Linked DNA regions of Mus musculus: all the other regions are linked to region 7. Evidence: chromatin contacts called from public Hi-C and promoter capture Hi-C data. All regions are on one chromosome and are shown on one strand. Each heading gives the region's core, a stretch centred on a gene start, on an enhancer-like site or on the middle of the called end of the contact. The rest is flanking DNA. Distances are from core to core; before and after follow the strand shown. Region 1 holds the start of Gdf11 (growth differentiation factor 11). Region 2 holds the start of Cdk2 (cyclin-dependent kinase 2). Region 3 holds the start of Dnajc14 (DnaJ heat shock protein family (Hsp40) member C14). Region 4 holds the start of Ikzf4 (IKAROS family zinc finger 4). Region 5 holds the start of Erbb3 (erb-b2 receptor tyrosine kinase 3). Region 6 holds the start of Sarnp (SAP domain containing ribonucleoprotein). Region 7 holds the start of Os9 (amplified in osteosarcoma).

Evidence for each region. Promoter capture Hi-C pulls out the DNA fragments that hold promoters and counts their contacts. Hi-C and Micro-C count contacts between places; a contact is called where the count stands out from the background.
Region 1: a promoter capture Hi-C map of liver shows a contact between it and region 7, with 4 times the contacts expected there. The contact joins the promoter of Gdf11 here to the promoter of Os9 in region 7. A contact is called at or near these places in 4 of 39 promoter capture datasets (embryonic stem cells, liver and pre-B cells) and 1 of 115 datasets of contacts at active chromatin or transcription factors (large pre-B cells).
Region 2: a contact with region 7 is called in a promoter capture Hi-C map of pre-B cells, with 4 times the contacts expected there. The contact joins the promoter of Cdk2 here to the promoter of Os9 in region 7. A contact is called at or near these places in 8 of 39 promoter capture datasets (the C10 cell line, the HPC-7 cell line, cranial neural crest and 4 more), 1 of 484 Hi-C or Micro-C datasets (B cells) and 2 of 9 other capture datasets (liver and macrophages).
Region 3: a promoter capture Hi-C map of pre-B cells shows a contact between it and region 7, with 4 times the contacts expected there. The contact joins the promoter of Dnajc14 here to the promoter of Os9 in region 7. A contact is called at or near these places in 6 of 39 promoter capture datasets (the C10 cell line, cranial neural crest, embryonic stem cells and 2 more), 1 of 115 datasets of contacts at active chromatin or transcription factors (bone marrow-derived macrophages) and 1 of 9 other capture datasets (liver).
Region 4: a contact with region 7 is called in a promoter capture Hi-C map of liver, with 3 times the contacts expected there. The contact joins the promoter of Ikzf4 here to the promoter of Os9 in region 7. A contact is called at or near these places in 2 of 39 promoter capture datasets (cranial neural crest and liver) and 1 of 115 datasets of contacts at active chromatin or transcription factors (regulatory T cell precursor).
Region 5: a promoter capture Hi-C map of liver shows a contact between it and region 7, with 4 times the contacts expected there. The contact joins the promoter of Erbb3 here to the promoter of Os9 in region 7. A contact is called at or near these places in 5 of 39 promoter capture datasets (cranial neural crest, hippocampal neurons, liver and 1 more), 1 of 484 Hi-C or Micro-C datasets (bone marrow-derived macrophages), 2 of 115 datasets of contacts at active chromatin or transcription factors (embryonic stem cells and pancreatic cancer cells) and 1 of 9 other capture datasets (liver).
Region 6: a Hi-C map of B cells shows a contact between it and region 7, with 6 read pairs. The contact joins the promoter of Sarnp here to the promoter of Os9 in region 7. A contact is called at or near these places in 5 of 39 promoter capture datasets (cranial neural crest, hippocampal neurons, liver and 1 more), 1 of 484 Hi-C or Micro-C datasets (B cells) and 2 of 9 other capture datasets (adipose tissue and liver).

The regions. Positions count from the first base shown.
Region 1 is chr10:128,890,330-128,893,029 of GRCm38.p6, reverse strand. Gdf11 (growth differentiation factor 11) reads left to right here and starts at 1,312. Exons shown (of 3, transcript NM_010272.2): 1 at 1,312-1,783. The coding sequence starts at 1,345.
Region 2 is chr10:128,703,653-128,706,393 of GRCm38.p6, reverse strand. It overlaps Cdk2 (cyclin-dependent kinase 2), which reads left to right and starts at 1,343. Exons shown (of 8, transcript NM_183417.3): 1 at 1,343-1,682; 2 at 2,391-2,468; 3 at 2,567-2,687. The coding sequence starts at 1,567. Pmel (premelanosome protein) reads right to left here and starts at 136. Exons shown (of 11, transcript NM_021882.4): 1 at 36-136. The coding sequence starts at 108.
Region 3 is chr10:128,804,269-128,806,968 of GRCm38.p6, reverse strand. It overlaps Dnajc14 (DnaJ heat shock protein family (Hsp40) member C14), which reads right to left and starts at 1,415. Exons shown (of 7, transcript NM_001359825.1): 1 at 1,286-1,415; 2 at 1-801. The coding sequence starts at 758. It overlaps Tmem198b (transmembrane protein 198b), which reads left to right and starts at 2,522. Exons shown (of 5, transcript NM_178066.3): 1 at 2,522-2,700.
Region 4 is chr10:128,644,730-128,647,429 of GRCm38.p6, reverse strand. It overlaps Ikzf4 (IKAROS family zinc finger 4), which reads left to right and starts at 1,437. Exons shown (of 8, transcript NM_011772.3): 1 at 1,437-1,709. The coding sequence starts at 1,623. It overlaps Gm26876 (predicted gene, 26876), which reads right to left and starts at 1,546. Exons shown (of 2, transcript NR_152728.1): 1 at 1,510-1,546.
Region 5 is chr10:128,588,343-128,591,042 of GRCm38.p6, reverse strand. It overlaps Erbb3 (erb-b2 receptor tyrosine kinase 3), which reads left to right and starts at 1,408. Exons shown (of 28, transcript NM_010153.2): 1 at 1,408-1,623. The coding sequence starts at 1,542.
Region 6 is chr10:128,820,404-128,823,114 of GRCm38.p6, reverse strand. Sarnp (SAP domain containing ribonucleoprotein) reads right to left here and starts at 1,351. Exons shown (of 11, transcript NM_025364.3): 1 at 1,144-1,351. The coding sequence starts at 1,179. It overlaps Ormdl2 (ORM1-like 2 (S. cerevisiae)), which reads left to right and starts at 1,486. Exons shown (of 4, transcript NM_024180.6): 1 at 1,486-1,573; 2 at 2,601-2,711. The coding sequence starts at 2,681.
Region 7 is chr10:127,119,868-127,122,578 of GRCm38.p6, reverse strand. Os9 (amplified in osteosarcoma) reads left to right here and starts at 1,419. Exons shown (of 15, transcript NM_001171026.1): 1 at 1,419-1,622; 2 at 2,034-2,210. The coding sequence starts at 1,461.

The sequences.
Region 1 (2,700 bases), core at 63-2,562, 1.8 Mb before region 7:
ATTAGACATCTGAGTATAGACCCTGCTCTTACCCTTACGCCTAAAACTTCAAGCTTTCTCAGACATGTAAGACCTTACAAACACAAAGACGTAGCTAGGAACCCAGAGAGAGGGTCCAGATTCCTCGCCAAGCACCACTTTCAAGCCCTACCTCATCCCTCATCTGGCTCTTCCCCTCATGGCTCCCACCCTTTCCAGCCCGATCACGATCACTCTCTTTGTTCTATTAAACCTCAATCTCAAGATCACAGGCCTCCTAGATAGTTTTCTTCCGGGCTCAGTACTTGTCAACTTCTCAGCTTGTCCCTGGCCTCTTCCTCTCCTGACCGCCTTCATCCCTGTGATAAATCAGCCTGATGTTCCATTTTATGGGTTCTTTAAACATCCTGGGCTACCTCTGGTAGCTGAGGCTATTCTTCACATCTCCACCTCTTCCCCTTGGGTGTCTCTTTGCGCTCCAACCAAGGCTGACTTGTGTGTGTTACTTCCTCCCCTGGTCTTTTCTCTGCACCTGCCTCCTCAGGGGTTGCTACCTCCAAGGTATCCCCTGTCTCTGCCTCTCCCTCTTGCGCAGGGTACCATCAGCTCCCTCTGACCCATCCGTTCTCTTGCCCACCTCTCCTGCTCTCTCCTGTTCGACTCCGTAGAATTCGGTTAGCCACCCCTCTTTGCGCTCTACCTTTGTCTTTGACTCTCTCCACTCTTAACTGTCCCACTAGTTTTTCTGGTCGTCTTCAGTCTTCGCTCTTGCTCTCTAGCTAAGTCTCTCCCTTCTGTGACTTCTTTTCTCTCTTTTGTCTCTCCCTCTTCCCTTCCTATCTGGGTATCTTTGGATCTGCCTCTTCCCCCACCCCCAACCCCTACCCACCGCTCCGTCTGTCCCCGATCTCTCTGACTCGGTCCCTCACGGCCTCTCCCCCCCTCCCCCTCATCTTTCGGTCTCTTCATCTTTCTCTGGACCCGTGCTCGCTCGTGTTCTCTCTCTCTCTCTCTCTCTCTCTCTCTCTCTCTCTCTCTCTCTTTTCCTCGGTTCTCTCCGGCTCCCTCTCTCGCCTCGGATGACAGCGCTACCTCTTTTGTTGGCTCCGCAGCCAATCGCGGCCGCTGACGACACGGGGGCCGGGGCTATAAAGGGCCCGGCCCGGGCTTGGGCCCCCCCAGCTGCCCGCCCCGGCCGCCCGCCCGCCCCGCCCGTGCGCCCGCCGCCCCCGGCCCCCGGCCCCCCCTCGGCCGGGCAGCCCCCAATCCCGCGCCGCCCGGACCCCCTCCTCCTCCCTCTTCCCTCCGCCCCCTCCCCGCGGGACTCCGGCGTCCCCGCCCCCCAGTCCTCCCCTCCCCTGCAGCATGGTGCTCGCGGCCCCGCTGCTGCTGGGCTTCCTGCTCCTCGCCCTGGAGCTGCGGCCCCGGGGGGAGGCGGCCGAGGGCCCCGCGGCGGCGGCGGCGGCAGCGGCGGCGGCGGCCGGGGTCGGGGGGGAGCGCTCGAGCCGGCCGGCCCCGTCCGCTCCGCCGGAGCCGGACGGCTGCCCCGTGTGCGTGTGGCGGCAGCACAGCCGCGAGCTGCGCCTAGAGAGCATCAAGTCGCAGATCCTGAGCAAACTGCGGCTCAAGGAGGCGCCCAACATCAGCCGGGAGGTAGTGAAGCAGCTGCTGCCCAAGGCGCCGCCGCTGCAGCAGATCCTGGATCTGCACGACTTCCAAGGCGACGCGCTGCAGCCTGAGGACTTCTTGGAAGAGGACGAGTACCACGCTACCACCGAGACGGTCATAAGCATGGCCCAGGAGAGTAAGTGGGCTGCGGGGTGCGCGCGGTGCGGTGCAGTCCGGGAAGGACCCGGAAGCCCTTTCTGCGAAAACTTGACGGATTGGGGAGCCGGGCCACTCCACACAACTTTTTGAGCGGAGAAGATGGGCAGCGGAGTTGAGTGCACGCCCCGTTCTAGGGTGGGGGGGTGGAGGATGGCGCGTTGGGGGAGGGGGGCCAAACCAGGCAGGTTGTGAGCTATTGCTTTCCATCCCTTGTGAGAAAAAGATTCAAGTTGAAGTAGTCCTAGAAACTGGCACCCTACAGTGACTTTTCTGGAGCGTTAGGTGGGGAGCTTCCGTGACCCGTGCAGTCTCAGCTGGGCCGCAGTGCCATCTTCCCACTGCTCTGGCACCAGCATCAACTCCTTGCCCGGTGCTCCGGAAGGCGCCCACCGGCTTTCGGAAAAACTAAGTGTTCCTCTAAGGCCATGGCATAGGACCCAAACCCGGTGTACGTCTCAGCAACTCAGCTGACACCTCTCCTTTCTGCACCTGATCTCGCACTGGGTATCCCCTAGGACCTAGAAGAGCTGTTCCTTCCTGGTACCGAAAGAGCTCAAATAACTCAACTCCACTGCGCTTGCCACTTAACGAGTATCATTTGGTTACTCTCATCTTAGCGTGCTCACTCCCTGTCCTACCCACAGCTGGAGCCAAAGAAGACCCAGGGAGAAAGAACTAGATGAGGGGGATGGGAGAACCCAGGCATCCGAGCCCCTGGCCAAACGGAGGATGAACACTCTGATAGACAGGAGCGGCTTTGAAATTTTATGGCCTGGAAAATCCAGGCCAATACTACCGCCCCCACTGCCTTCTCTCCCTAGGGTCAGGTGACTCCCTTTCCCCTCCCCCACTGACTGTAGTCCCCCCCCCCCCCAACTCCAGGGAACCAGGCTT
Region 2 (2,741 bases), core at 94-2,593, 1.6 Mb before region 7:
ATAGCACTTGCTCCTGACCACCCACCCACACTCACCTTCTAGGGCCCCCACAGCCAGCAGAGCACTCAGCACAAGCACGGGAAGGAAGCTCCTTCTCTGGACACCCATAGTGGTCCTCTTGCCAGCAGCCAAAGGTACCAGGGGGTGGGAGCGAGCCCCTATATAGAAAGGGATGGTCATTTGCATAGGCCTTCCTCCTCTCCCTCCAGAGGAGGGGAAACCTGGGAAGAAGGAAAGGGCCAGAACTGATTTCATCCCACACAGCTCAATGACAGTTTCTGGTTTCGCTGGGTCACATTCACTGACACACTTATTCTGGAAAGAGTTCACTGATGGGCAGCCTCAATTCACATACTTAACAGTCACAATTCAGCAAGACAGAGTGAAGAGAATTGTGTCAAACCAAGAGATCCTTAAGACAGAAACAGCACCTTTATCCAAAAGCATCCAGAAGGGGCTGGGAGGGTAGATTGCCAGCAATAAAACAACACAGGCAGCCAATGAACCCCGAAACAGTGAGACAGTATTAAGCTAGGCTGAGAAACGACTCTATTATCTAGCCAAAGAATCCTTTACAATAAGAGTCCCGATTTTCCAGCCTGGACTAGAGTTCCAGGACAGCCAAGATTACACAGAGAAACCTTGTCTCAGAAAAATAAAAAGAAAGCGGAGGGAGGCGAGAAGGAGGGAGTGTGTGTGGGAGAGAGAGAGAGAGAGAGACCGGATTTTGTGCCCCACATGGAGACCGAGACAAACGGATCTCTGTGAGTTCGAAGACAACCTGGACTTTTGAACGCATTCCAGCCAACAAGGGCTGCATTATGAGATGTTTCCAAAAAGCAGGCGAGAGTGCTGGAGAAACAGCACCGCTGTTAAGAGCGCAAGCCGCTCTTGCAGAAGACCAGAGTTCAGCTCCAGCACCCAAGTTAGGCTCACGACCGCCTAGAACCTCAGCTCCAGGGCACCTGCTGCTTCTGTGAAAACTTAAATGCAGACACACAGACCCACACACCATTTAAAATAAAATACATTATTCTTTTTCTTTTAAAGATTCCCAGGTTTTGCTTTTTAAAAGAGACTCTCTTGTCCAGGTGGAATTTTAATCTCACCCAAGGGGTGGTGAAAATTGTGAGGGAAAGGTAAGGAAATCCGTAGACCAGAAACACCACCAGTTCCGGCCTGCGGAGCCTAAACCAGGAACTGCGGGAAAGTTGTGCAGCTGCCCCGCGGCTCGCCCGCCCAGGGCGGGGCCTCTGAGGCGGGAGCGCGATGGTCCGGTCCGCCCTCGTGACGTGAACCAATCGGAAGGGCGGGGGGCGGGGCCAGGGAAACGCGGGAAGGAGGGGCGGGGTCTCGGATGGCCGTCTGGAGCAGTGGGGGAGGCGGCAACATTGTTTCAAGTTGGACAAATTGTCAAGGGCTGAGCTCTCCTTGCGTTCCATCCCGAGCTGGGACTGCCGTGCTCACCCGGGGTCCCCCAGGTCCTCCGCTCCGAGTGTCGGGCCCGCTTTCGTCAGGGTTCCCGGGCCCCGCTCCCGGGGGCCTGAGCCGCCTCACTAGCGCTCCATGGAGAACTTCCAAAAGGTGGAGAAGATTGGAGAGGGCACGTACGGAGTGGTGTACAAAGCCAAAAACAAGTTGACGGGAGAAGTTGTGGCGCTTAAGAAGATCCGGCTCGACACGTGAGTGGCCTCCGGAGCCGGAACTCCTTTGCCCGGACCTCTTGGCTGTCCCCCTCCCAACCCCCTACCCCAACAGGCGGGTAGCGTCCCCGGACCGGAAGGTAGCGGGGAGGGAGGGAGGGACGCGTGAAGCGAGCGGTGGGTTGGCCGACCGTGGAGGCTCTACCGGAGGAGACTGTCCGGGGCTGGAATCCAGGGGAAAGTTTCTTGCAGTGCTCCAGCCGGTGTGCTCCCAAATCTGCTAGCCGAGAGACTTGGGAAGAGAAAGTTGTGGGGTGGGAGCCCGGGATAGGAGGGGTCCAGGGCTGTTCGTGGAGTTGGGTTATGTGGTAACCAGAGAAAAGTTCCTTTCTGAATGGAGAGCTCTCCTCACTGCTCCAGCACCATACTTAGAACCCTCACTCTCTTTCAAAAGAATGGCAGTTGAGATTCACTGGCCCTCAGGGGAGGCCGGGAGCTACTCTCACCCCACTCCCCTATTACCTTTCTTCTGCTTTTCATTCACCTGGAGGCTCTTCTTACCTTTCACTGGAAAAAGAGGAAATAATGGCCTTAAATATGTCTAAAAGCCACACCCTAACTACCCAGAAATTAACTCCTCACAGCACCTCTCCTGTCTGCCTTCCTAAGGGGGCTGGGGGTTGTGTATCCCTGAGAGAATGATGTTTGTAACCGTATTCTTGTCTCTGTTTTCCCAACCTCTCCAAGTGAGACTGAAGGTGTACCCAGTACTGCCATCCGAGAGATCTCTCTCCTTAAGGAACTTAATCACCCTAATATCGTCAAGTAAGTCTGCTCTGAGAGATGATCACTATGACGAATTCTGCTTGCTTAGCCTCAGAATTTCTCTCCTTCAACTCCATTTCCTGGACCTTCTCTTGCAGGCTGCTGGATGTCATCCACACAGAAAATAAGCTTTATCTGGTTTTTGAATTTCTGCACCAGGACCTCAAGAAATTCATGGATGCCTCTGCTCTCACGGGCATTCCTCTTCCCCTCATCAAGGTAACCCTGTTCAGTGACAGCCCACAAATTTTAGGGAAAACTAGAGGCAGGTAA
Region 3 (2,700 bases), core at 166-2,665, 1.7 Mb before region 7:
AAGCCTGCTTGTCCAAGCTGACATAGTTCCTCTACTCCCCACAGTCCCAGGCCTCTGCGCTTATCTGTCTGACTTCTTTTTCGGGCCAGCCGATGACGACCTGGGGCCTTGGGTTCTCTGCGTCCACTATCCCGAACATCCTCCTTGATCAGAAAACGGTGCTTCTGCCTCCGGGACAAGGGTTTCTTTCCACTGGACACACGTGAAAAATCACTGGGAAATTTAAGAGGTTCCTCATCATCATATTCTTCTTCCAACTCTTCATCTTCCCCCAAGGCTGGAGAGGTGCAATGGTGGCAAAGGCTGCTAGAAGAGCCATCTCCTTCCTCGGAGTAAGTTCCTTCGGGGACTCCAGGGCTTCCCTGGCAGTTACAAGCAGATGGAATGGAAAGAAAAGAAGGACTCCCATCCTCCTGGTACCCAGTCTCATTCTCTCTTGAGAGTTCCTGGTCCACTCCTGACTCTTCTGAACCTGTCTCGCTCTCATCAGGGTAGCCTCCTCCTCTAGGTGGTCCTGGACCCCTTGGAGGACCATGGCTTGGATCTGACCAGTGGGCTGGATTTGGAGGCTGTGTGTACTTAGGGCCGGAGTGCTCTTTGAGGCATCGTGTACCATTAGGAGCAGTCTCTGCTGAGTCCCTGAGTCCTGAGAATGAAAGTATTTCGGGGTCCACAGAGGATCCTGATGTACTGAGGGAGGTACCACCACTGCGGTGGGCTCCACACAACCTTCTTTCTCCCGGGTGCTTCTGGGCCATGACCCCGGGCTTCCTGAGGATTTTAGGTCACTGCCATCATTGCCTGTAACAAAGATATCAAGTTGGGAATGGTCAAGGATAGAACCAAGAGTTAAACAATCTCAAAATGACATATTCAATGTACCCACTCCCCAGGCAGTGTTAGCTCAAATTCGCTATCCCTAACAATAAACGTGAGTTAGGCAGACCACAAACCTGCTTGCACCAACCCGGACCTCAGAAACCCCCTTACTCCCGAAATCTTAATTTTTTTTTCTTCTTCCTCCAAGAAGCTAACAATCTTCAATCTGAGAAATGGGGGGGAGGGGGGGTGCCGCAAAGGGTGTGGTCGGGGCGGCGGGGGGGTGGGGGGGTAACTCTTAGGAAAAAAAAAAAAGACTGCCTGAAAGAGGGAGGCCGCAATCTGTCAGAAAAGGGTGGGGACCGTGCAGGGCTAGAGGAAAAGCTGAGGGCGGAGCTTCGAGGTGCCCCTGCAAAAGATTACCCGAGAACCCACCGACGGGGTACCAGGGGCGAAGGCGACGTACCGAGCAGCAGCGGTAACTCCTCCCTCCTCAAGCAGCTGCGCCTGAGGCCAGGGGGAGCTGCCAGGGGGAGCTACAGGAGCAGCTCCCCCGGCTCCGCCTCCCGCTCACGCTCCGCTTCCGCCTTCCGTCCCCGCCACGGCCGCTTACTTCCACTTCCGGGGTCACCGGGGGGGGGGAAAAGGTCGCGAAGGGAAGAGAAAAGCGCTTAGCCGAGGCTCTCACTTGCGCGGCGGGCGCGGAGTCAATCGAGGAGGCGGTGCTAGAGCATCCGGCCCCACCCCTTAAAGGGCCCTCCGCCTCCACGCAGGTCCCGCCGTAAGCGAGCTGAAGCCTGCGAACTGTACTCCTCGTCGTCGCTGCTGAAACGGAGATGAAGGGCGGCTGCCGAAGCACACACCGTCTTTGGCGTGCAGACAGACACCCAGGGCACGCAGAGGAGCCAGCGACCCTGCTCGCCCAGACCCTTCCCTGTCGGCTGTCCAGCCAAGAGGTTGCGGAGAAGTGTGTGTCCCGGACTAGCTAGCCCCCTAAAGAGACGCGACACTTCTCCTGGACCCAACTGGCGAGCTTCCACGCCGCCGATCCGCCCCCTGTGAACGCGGCGTAAGGGCCGGGCCAGGGAATGCGGCTAGGGGTACCTGGTTCCACGGAGCTCAGAACCTAGTCCAGCGTAACAGAACCCCGCACTCATCTGCGTGCTGCTTTGCATCTCATTTACATAGTAAGCTTTGGGTCGAAGCCAGCACGCTCCCCAACCCCTACGCAGACCCTGATGGAACCTCTCGTCTGCACTCCTTTAAAGCCTTACAGTTCTGCCAGTGTCCCTGCCAGGCCCGTCTTGCTCCACAAGTTTTTTTTTCCACCCATGAACACCCCCACCCAGCACTAGTTAAAAACCCTTCTCCGGCTCCCGACCACCCGGTTCCCCAGAAGACAATACTCCAATTCTCTGGGAAGTGGAAGAAACCAAGTTGGACCAGCGGGTGCTTTGGGACCCTATTTGGGCTTTGAAAACGTTAAGTTGGTAATTAATCTCCTTAGCATTCAGAGACCTTCCGTCTTAGTCTTGATGGGCGTCACAAAACTCTTCATTGCTATGGTTAGGGGGCGTCCCTCCTCCTAGATTAGAGAAGTGGGTAGCCTGGGTTCCCCCACAGACAGAGGTAAAGATTGAGGGGGCCCGCCCCGTGATGTCATCCTCCCCCCCCCCCACCCCATACACACTCCCTGTCTCCTTCCCCCACACACACCCCCGCCCCCAAGCTAATTGCATTTAGCTCCCTGGGTTTGGGCTCCGACTTGCCTGAGTTTAGGGAGCAACAGAGCACAGTAGCCCAAGGGGGTGCCTGCGGCCAACAGCCACCCGTGTGCCTAGGACCTCTGGGCTGGAATGAAGCTGGAGGTCTAGGAAAGCA
Region 4 (2,700 bases), core at 188-2,687, 1.5 Mb before region 7:
ATTAGGTCTAAAGAATGCCCCCTTCAGGGCCAGACATGGCCAAGAGGGTATATAATAGGGCATGTAAGAACCCATTTTTGACCTCCATCCCTCTCCTGGGCTGATCCGAAAGCAGAGAGTTGTCCCCAGTGTCTGGTTTTTTACTGGCCCTTTCTCAGGTCACCGCCTCCCCCACTGGCCACCTGATAAAGAGAGGAGGCCTCTCGTTCTACTAAGGGATGTTACCATCTCATAGAACCTGATTCTGAAAGCACACGCCCCCCAACTTCCTTTCTAAAAGTACAGATAATTCCCATGGGAAGAAATGGGGGAAACGAGAGTCCACTAATTTACAGCACAGATTTCCACCCTACCCACCACAGACACTGAAAACAGAAACTGAGTTGCTCAAATCAAATGGAGCAGAGCTTATCCTGGTGCCCTGAAACATTTAAGAGAACCTGAGGAGAGAGAGGTGCAAGGATTGGCAGCCCAAAGTTTCATGGCCCCTCCCATCCCAAATTCTTGGAATCAGAAAATGCAGTCTTCCAAAGTAGGTCAGCTCAGCAGTGAACAGTTCCTCTGGAAGGAAAGCGAGCAAGAGCCTTCTCCTGATAGAGGACAGGATTCATCCAGGACTCCTGAAGCCAGAGCCCCAGAGGCACGGGAGAGAGGGAAGACAGGGAGACCCAACCAGGGATTAGAAAAAGCTCAGGGTCCCAGATCTCCACTAGTCAGTGATGGGAAGGGGGATTGTCAGAAGGAGAGGCAGATGGAAAGGAGCCTGAGTTTGCTAGGGGAGGAGCCTTCTGCCACTTCTAGATCCTGGAGGCTGCCCCTGTGTCCCGGGCCCCATGACCTGTGGGGCCTTGGCTTCCCTAGCTGGCAGAGGATTGGGCCTTCCCTGGGACACCCCCTTCCTCCTCCCCACAAGCCTGCGGCTCTCCTCTCTCTCTCTCTCTCTCTCTCTCTCTCTCTCTCTCTCTCTCACACACACACACACACACACACACACACCACACACACATACACTTGCCCCCCTCTCAAGCATTTGTTTTGTAGCTCCTCTTTGTCTGTTGGGCAGGAGGGCAAACACATCTGCCTACCCTCCCTCTGCACCCCCACTCCCTGTGCACCCCCATTCCCACCTCTCCACTGTCTTGGAAAAGGGATGCTGTAGCCTAGCGCGCGCGCGCGCACACACACACACACACACACACACACACACACTGGTACGTTTTCTCCTGCCCCCTCCCCAAGCGCATCCACGCCTCCCTCCCTCCCTCTCTCTCTCTCTCTCTCTCTCTCTCTCTCTCTCTCTCTCTCTCTCTCTCCTGTCTCTCTCTCCCTCTCTCTCCCTCTCTCTCCCTCTCTCTCCCTCTCTCTCCCTCTCTCTCTCTCTCTCTCTCTCTCTCACACACACACACACACACACACACACACACACACACACACATACACACGAGGCTCTCAGCACATACACCCTGGGCTGAGCGGTTCTGCCGGCTGCAGCCGTGGGCCCCTGCTCACCGTGCGGCTGCCACTGCCTGCGAAATGACGGCGGTTCCCCTCACTTCCAGGAATCCACGCTTCCTGGAAGGTGAGTGGCTGGGCTCACCCCTGCCTGCCACCGAGACGCAGACATGCACACACCACCCGCACTCCCTCGCCGTTTCCAAGGCGGCGGCCGCGTTCGCACCCCAGGGTCTCACCGGCAAGGGAAGGATAATGTAAGTTCAGGCAGAAGGCGGCTAGCGGAGGGGGGGTAGGGGGGTGATGGGGCTAGGGAACCAATTCAGTAACAACTCCCAAGCCTGAGGAGAGGGAGAGGACGGGGGCTGTGTGTATAGCGGGGGGGGGGAGGGGGCGTTCCTCCTTACACTTGGGGAGGATGGGAAAGGGTGCTTGGTGTTGCTAAGCGAAGACCGTGACTTGGACAGTGGGAGCTTGTGGTGACATCTTGATTAGGCCTTGGGGACAGAGGTAGAGCAGCCAGGGGTGGAATACCGAAACAGGCCTGGGTGGGAATGGAGAGTAGAAAGACCTGAGATGGGAAGAAGAGCTTTGACGGCAGATGCTTCAGCCTGGAACCGACATGTGAGGGGCCTCAGCCTCCTGCCCACAATAGAGAAGAGCCGGGGGTGGCAGTCTTTCTTTGCTCGTGCACTGACTGGTCCCTGATAGCAGGCTAGCATCCTGCCACCTGGAGCCCATGGTCAAGAAGAGAAAGCTGGAGAAAGATATCCCTTTCAGAGAAGTGCAGCGGCTTGCAGAGCTCCAGGCTATTCCCCAGAGGCAACCACTCAAGGGATCCAGGAGAGGGCCGGTCTCTTTCGGTGTGTGAGACCGCTCAGCTTAGTGGGACTGCTCCCCATCCCTTCCCCGCCTTTCTGCCCTTTCTCCACCTCCTAGTTGCTTTGCTGTGGACCTCACGATTTAGCTTTGCTCCCAGAAGGTTCAGCCAATCTACGATGGCTTTGACCAAGAAAATGTCTCTGATACCTGAGAGCAGCCTTAATTCTTGGCTTTGACAGTCTGAGATTTCTTGGAAGTCCCAGGCATTTGAAATTCCCTCACTGGGGTTTCCGAGGCTGAGAGGGGAAACGAATGAGTTTCCCAAATCTGACTTTGTCCCCGTCAGCCTCAGGCTAGAAGTCTAAGTCTCTGGAGCCTCACAAAGACCCTCTGGCCTTTGACAGAGATTCCTTCTTAGATTTTAGT
Region 5 (2,700 bases), core at 159-2,658, 1.5 Mb before region 7:
TTACGAGGAATTCAACGACTTCTTCTGGCCTCTACAGATACCTAAATGGGTTTGCAGAGAAAGCCTGTTGACTTGAGTTCCATCTCACAACCCCGGTAAAAGTGGAAAGCGATAATCGACTCCCCCAAAGTTGTCTTCCAGCTTCCATACGCATATCATAGCGCGAACGATCATACACACAGGAATGATAACAAATTTTTTTAAAAATTGTAGCAGGAGAGCCGGATATGGTGGCGCACATCTGTACTTGGGAGGTGGAAGCCAACAGTCTCAGCCATATAATATATTCGAGGCCAGCCTGAGCTATATGAACTATATGAGACCTTGTCTCAAAACCAAAAAATAAACAAAAGAGAAGAAAGGAGTGTAGCTGATAGCCTTAGCCTAGGGGGAGGGGACCATAAATTCTCAGGGCAAAATCTTGGAATGCCAATGTAAGGGATGCGAAATGTAAGGAGTTGGGCACCAGGGGGCGCCAGTCGGACCCGTCCGGGACGAAGCAACCCAGGGTCCCGGGGGTCATGTGCGGTGACTTCCCCGCGCCCCTCTTCGCTGTCGCCTCCGGGGTGAGCGTTGCTGTGCCCTTTGGGGTCCGCGGAGGAGAGGCGGGAACCGCGGCCGTCCGGACGGCGCGGTCGGTCCCTCAGAGACAGCTGTTCTCTCGGGAGGCCGTGGGGGGCAGCAGAGGGGACGGCGACAGGTGCGGGAGCCCCTCCCCGGGCAGAAGTGGGAAGGCGGACTCCGGGGTCTGTTCCCAGGCTGGAAACCGCCCCCGCCCCCCAGGCAAATCCCCCCGAGAGGCCGAGCCGGCGCCGGGTCTGCAGGAGGAAGCGGCCGGAGACAGTGCGATTTCACGCAGCCTCCGGGGCTCGGGTTCCCGAGCTGGGTACATGAGTTACGGGGCTTTGCGTCCCGGGGAAACTGAGGTGGCATGAACGCTAGGCTGAAAAACAACCTCCCACTCGAAAAAATAGAAATACTCACACTCCGAAAGAAAAAAAAAATCCCTCAAGTGATCCAACCGGCTAGGGGAGTTGAGTGATTTGGTTAATGGGCGAGGCCAGCTTTCTGGGGGCTGGGCTTCGGAGCGCTCTCCCTACGCGCATTCACTACCTTTCCCCCGCCTGGGGACGTTTGGAATCTTGATCTCCTCTTAACCATCTCCGGGGGAAATTGCTGGAGTGAGACCCCTCCTTGACCCTCTTGGCCAAGCTGTGGGCTGGCGGGGCACGCTTGGGCGGGTGTCTCGGGCTACAACCATCAGGACTCCAGCCTCGCACGGGAGGGGGCGCGGCCGTGACTCACCCCTTTCCCCCTTCACTCCCTCCCTCCCTCCCTTCCTCCCTCCCTCCCAGACAGACACCCTCCCCTGCCGTCCCGCTCCGGACTCCGACTACGGCTCCGGTTGCAGTTTGCAACCTCCGCTGCCGCCGCGGCCACCTAATCGCTGGCTGTTCAGGTGGCTGTCGCCTGGATGTCCTCCTAATCTTGGGGGCCCCGGGCCAGACTCGGCTGGGCTCCCTTCACCCTCCACTGTAATCATGAGTGCGATTGGGACTCTGCAGGTGCTGGGTTTCCTTCTCAGCCTGGCCCGGGGTTCCGAGATGGGCAACTCTCAGGCAGGTAAGCCGCGCGGGAGCCCCAGCAGGCTGGAAGCTGGGGGCGCAATCTGAGCGCTCGCAGACCCTGGGCAAGGAGTTTGGGTTCTGACGCTTTGAACTGGGGGGTGCGGTACAGGGTCTGCTCGGACCACCAAGGAGGGGACCGTGTGCCTCAGTTCTTGGAGTGGGCTGGTCAGGGACTGCATTCCTGTATGCCTACCCTTATTCCCAGGGCGTCGCCGACCCTCTAATTGGTTTTATTCTGATCTGGTTGGTGCCGAACAGTAGTTCACACTTGAGAGTCTTGGGAGGAGGGTGGGCAGGGACCCTTCTGTAAACGTAAGGAGCCTTGGCTTGAAAGGGTCTCCGTTTGCTCTCAGGTTCCCTGGCCCCCACCCCATTCCAGGTTTCAACAACCCCCAGTTTCGTTGTTTTGCCGACAGGGCGGGGCTATGCAAGGGTTTGAAGTTGTTGTTTTCTAATGTTGGAAAAACAAGAATGGCACCTCCTCTTCCGTGAGTGGGGCTGTCCTGAGAAGGCTGAGATTAACCTGAGGGCCAAGTCCAGGTGACATCAGTGAGAGGTCTCACAGAGGCTGACTGCCTGCTTTCCCATAAGATAAACCGGTCCCCAACTTAACCAACTTCTCTTTATCAAGACCCAGGTTAATTCAGTGAACATGTTGGGCATCTATTACATACTATACTATTTCCAGGTTATATACCCTAAGCTGGAGCTCTGGAAGAAAGGACAATCAGACCTCTTTCTCTCTCCAATCTAAGGCCACCTCTCCCACCTTCTGAACATTCTACTCTGTGAACTGGCTCCTAGACCCAACTTCTGCCCTTCCCCCATTCAATGCCATCTGAGCCTGTTCCGTGTCTCTGGGACTATGGACACTTGAAGAGCACTAGAATTGGTATCATTAGAGTCCTGTTGATCTTTCCCCTTTCCCAGATCCCCAGATCTCAGTTTGGGGTTGGCACATTCATTGCCCCTTCCCCAGAGTGGGAGTGGGAGAAACCACCTGTGCTTCCCCCACAGTTGCTGGGCCTAAATTTAGCCCCTGGGATCTTGAGATGTGAACACTCCCAGCTGG
Region 6 (2,711 bases), core at 102-2,601, 1.7 Mb before region 7:
AAGAAAAGAACCTCGGGTTACCAAAATGTACAACTCAATAGATCCTGTGGTTCAAGAATGTTATCAAGAAGTGACACCAAGGCATCCTGAAAAGATGTCTCAGTTGTGAAGAGCATTTACTGCTCTTCAGGACCCAAATTATTCTACTCTCAGCACCCACATCAGGCTGCTCAAAACTGCCTGTAACTCCAGCTCCAGGGGATCCAACACCCTCTTCTAACCTCCAAGAGCATGCATCCATCATATACTCACACAGACACACGGAAATAACAAAAATAGACCCAAAAAGGGAGTTGGGGGTGACATCAAGAGAGCTGGGATCCTTCCCAAAGGTTAAAAGGACAAACAAAATCCTAAGGTTTTCAAACATACTTCATACACCTCTCATATTACAGCTATCTACCCTACACGTTCTCTCTCTAGAGGTAGGATAGTCAGGGGAGGGAGGGCAGGTCATTGAGAACCTCCTGAGAAAACTCGAAAAACTTTTAGGATTGATGTGTTTGCCATCTTACAACCTTTTGGAGAAGCCTCTACCCCAGGTTTCCACCGAGAAACCTATCTTAAGGCCTCTCCTCTCCTTGATTTTAAAAATTCGAGTGCGGGGTCTTAACCCCACCTTGTTAAAAGAGAACGGAAGCACTTTCTGGGTTATGTTTGGGACATATTCAGCAAAACATGCAAAAATGCCACTATATGTTAACTGAGGAATTCCAGCTTTGGGACAAGAGGAGTGACTACATCAATCCGTTGGGGGGCGGGGGGGACGGACAAACAAACCATAACTTTGGGTCAGCATGGGACACGGGGGAAGGACCACTGACGTAATGAAGATTAAATGAGAAAGGGGTATAAAAGATAGAAGGCGCTTCACAGCCGAGCAGGGAAGGGTGGCAGGTAATAAAAACAATGAGAAGAACAGGTAACAGCAGGTAAACACCAGGTAACGATAGCGATAAATTACTGAGGAGAAACGAAGTTCAAGGTAGGCCTAAGAAAGGAGGCACAAAACAACAACGGGAGCCAGGAAAGAAGTGTAAGCGGGCGCCTGACAGGAAAACACGTGGAATAAGGCCGCGCAGGGCCCCGCGTAGAATTTAGGCTCCAGGAAACCCCACCTCAGCCTTCCCCGCGTAACGGTACCTTCAGCTTGTGGAGCTCCACCGTCTCGGCCGCCATCTTGATGCGCCTCAGTCCACCGGACCCCCACCGCTGGCCCCCACCTCAGGCGCTTAGGCTCATCCAACCAATCGCTGTTTCTCTTGCTCCCACCTCACACCAACGGCTCTTCCCATTAGTCAGCGGCGGCGGCGCTCTCACGCCTCTTGGCCACTTTCCACGGCTCTCTAAAAAGGTGGATCCAGGGGAGGGCGGGGTTTGCATGGCCTAACGAGAGAAAAGGCGACCAATTGTACGTCTCCATTGCGTAACCAACCAATGATTGGGGACAGCGCGGATTCTGTTCCGCCAATAGGGAGAGCGCAGACAGGGCGAAAGTCGGCCACTTCCTGGAGACCACAGGTGTAAGAGCCAGCGCTGTGCCCCAAGCCGGACGGGCTCCTGAAGCTGGCAGGTATGGGCCCCGTGAAACTTTAAAAAGTTACAGAGAGAAATCGGTGGGAGTATTGGGAAGGGCGGCGAAACGACAACCTTAGATTCGAGAGATCCCGTGAAGAAAGTGACATGCGAAACTGGGACTCTGGGAGGAGCATGGGCGGACTCTGTAATTGATTTGGGGAATTGTGGGACAGGCAAGAGCGGGTTAAAACAAACAAAACAAAAAACAAAAGTAGGCATTAGAGCTTGCAGAAGTTTAAAAACTAAAACCGCTCCTAGAAGGGAAGGACTCCCATTTCTTGAGGGACTGAGCTCAGACCCCTTCCTAGACTAATTTAAAAATTGGGTAAGTTTTTGCAGCGCCCCACGTTCAGTGAAGGGATGAAATTGCTTGGCTGCTGACAATGCCAAGCGGGTGAGAGACAGGATGGACAAGCCCCAGGAAAAAAGGATGGGAACTAGAGGTAGCTTTACTCTCAGTGCCTTCTTTATTGGTCCCTTGATTAACTGAATAGCTTTCTTGTGGAACTCTGGGTATGTGTGACCTCTTTATAATTCACTAACTTCCTCAAGAAAGTAAATTAAAATACTCCCGATTCCTCCGATCCTTCAAATAGGTCTCACAGTCTAAACTTACTGCTTTATATTTAGTTGAAATGTAAAGATCTGAGTAAAAACCCCACTTGTGTGAGTATACACACTAACAACTGAAGGTACGGAAGTCAAAAGACAGCTTTCCGGAGTTGGTTATCACCTTCCACTGCATGGGTCCTGGGGATCCAACTCAGGTCTTTAGGCATGGTGACAAATACCTTTTCCACCTTAGTCATTTCGAAGACCCTCTTGCCTTTTTGTTTGTTTTGGAGAAAGGTCAAACAGTTCTCATGCCTCAACCTCCTAAATTCAGGGATTACAAGCATGAGCCACCACACCCAGCTGCTTCACCTCTTCTCAAGTTTTAACAAAGTGTTCAGTTTTTCCTTTTTTTGCATGGTAGGGAAATTCTTTCATTCCCAAGACTTCAGGGGATTTTGGCTTTTCAGGAGACAGCTGGGGAACAAGCTCAATCAGGGCTAATGAGGAGACTGAGTTGGACTCCTGCCTGATCCCTCACTGTGGTAGGATGAATGTGGGGGTGGCACACAGCGAAGTAA
Region 7 (2,711 bases), core at 170-2,669:
AGATAACTGTGCTTGGCTTTCCGAGTTTTTAACTGTGAGGTCTTATGAAGATCTGATCGAAAAGTCTGTGTGCAGGCACATAACCCAAGGTGTTAAAAGCAGGATATGTGTCTGTGTATCTTTTAGATTTTCCCCTGGCGTGGTGAGCTTCCCCGCAGAAATTTTCCAATGGTATATAATGTCTCTCGTTTGCCGTTGTCTAGGAATTGATATTCTCAGGGTTGCTAATTCAGTTACCGTCTGTTTCCAGCTTCATTTCCCTTTTGTTTTTACAGGTTTTCCCTTACAGTCTGGACAAACAGACACTTTACCCACATACCCAAGACCCAGCCCAACTTTAACCAGAAGGCCCTTATTTTTAGTTCTTCCTTCTCCTCTCCCCTGCCTTCCTCCTCCTTGTCTCCTCCTCCTCCTCCTCCTCCTCCTCCTCAAAGATTGCTATTCATAAGCTGGGCTGGCTCCTACTGTTCATCTTTTTGCCTCAGCTTATAATTATAGGCATCTACCTCCACTGTTGGCTCCATTATTATTTCTTCTTCTTTTGAGACAGAGTCTTATGTATTCCAGGCTTGAACCCAACTCTATGTAGCCAAGGATGACTGCTTGGATTCCAGGTGTGTACACCAACTGTGATGCAGCTTGAACCCTGCTAAGCCAGTGTCTGTGTGTATTTGAGAGTGTGACTCAAATATCGAAGGCTGGTCTCAAACTCACAATATGGAAGAGGATGACCTTGAATTATTGAGCCTCCTGCCTCTGTGTCATGAGTGTCGGGATTACAGGCATGCACTACCACACTCTCCTTCTTAAAATAATTTTATTGGAGGGCAAATTCAGGTTTTGACACAGATTATTTGGTTGTTGGTAATATATTATCATATATGTGTATATAAAAATATGTACATGTATATTTGTGTGTATATAAATGTAAATATGTACATAATTATATATGTACATACATAAATATCTGTGCGATATATGTATATTTTTATGAAGAAGCATGCTTCTGTATAGTATATTTTGAAAAGATATTAAGTAACTTCCAAAAATATCCCCCGCACTCACCATCCGCTTCAATATTCTGCCCGATGGAGATGCCATACATTGCAAGAAATATATGAAAAATAGTAAGAAGGTTTATTTCCGACAGCTGGGGATGAGACAACAGGCAAAAGAACACAGCCACATACCACACCTCAGGATTAAGGAGCGAGGAGGGGAGGGGCCCAATCTCGCCGATGATTGGTTGTTGCTCTTGGCCAATCAGAAACAGCTATTGATTTTTACTAACAATGCGACCCGCCTCCCTGGAGGCTTTGACGCCACGTTTACAAATGAGGATGCGTTACGTAAGAGAGAGCTCCCGGACAGCCAATGAAAGCTTGGGGCGCTAATGGGCGGGTGAGGCCGCTGCCAGGTTTGGGGCGGAAGGGACATCTCTAGCAGAGACGGAGCGGAAGATGGCGGCGGAGGTGCTGCTGTCCAGTCTGTTGGGATTGCTATTTCTAGGGCTCCTGTTACCTGCGCGTCTGACGGGCGGTGTCGGGAGCCTGAATTTGGAGGAGCTGAGTGAGATGCGTTATGGCATCCAGATCTTGCCGTTGCCTGTCATGGGAGGGCAGGTAAGGGGTGTGGGGCGAGGTGAGGGTCCTGTGCAAGAGGAAGGGGCGCACGGTGGAGGAGGAAGGGCAACTGCGCACCGGGCTCGGGAGAATGGGGGAATGGAGAAGGGATGGTGGTGTTCCTGCGGTCCTGCTGGGAATGGCAGGCAGACCCATCCTCGGAGACCAGGCACCGACAGGGGTAGGGCTCCCCACTGTAGACCTTAGTTCCCCAGGTCGTAGTGAAATCACTGGGACCCCGCCGGGTGGGGAAGCGAGAACGCCCTCTCCTCCGCTCAGCCGGGGCAGCTGGAGGACTTGTGGCTTATTCTCTCTTCCACTGGGCACGTCCCCAGGGTCTGAAGAGGGATCTCGTTGTTCTTGGTCCCAGCCTCTGCCTCCCTGCCCCTCTTCCCGACCCTTCTTTCCCAGAGCCAAGCTTCAGACGTGGTGGTTGTGTCTTCAAAGTACAAACAGCGCTATGAGTGCCGCCTACCAGCTGGAGCTATTCACTTCCAACGTGAAAGAGAGGAGGAGACGCCTGCTTACCAGGGGCCCGGGATCCCTGAATTGTTGAGCCCAATGAGAGATGCCCCTTGTTTGCTGAAGGTGAAAGGAACTGGGGTGGGCGGAGGGAAGGCTTGGGAACCGGAATGGAGGCCAGTGGGAGTTAAAGGGCCATTGGTGTACTAGATATGTTTGGGGGGGGGGGAGCGTGGGGGGTGGGGTGGGGGCGTGCAAAGCAAAGACTCTGCTGAATGTAGGGAAAGGTTAAGATAGAAGATCTCAAAATAGGTTAAACCAACATCAGAAGGACGGTGGTGGGACCAGAAGAGCTGGAGCCTACCTGTAAAGTCACCTCCTGCTCCTATTGCTCATTACCTCAGGATGCCATTGTATTCCACGAAGTTCAGTGAATACTTGAACCTGTGGGAGTCCTCATCCAAGTGCTTCAAGGATACCATGATTTCTTATCTTTATGGAGGGCAGGGAATGATTTATGCCTGTGATCCCAGGTGGGTCACAGAGCATCATAGCCCTGTCTGAGAAGAAAGAAGAAAGAAGAAGAAAGAAGAGAAGAAGAAAAGAAGAAGAAAGGGCATGGGTGGG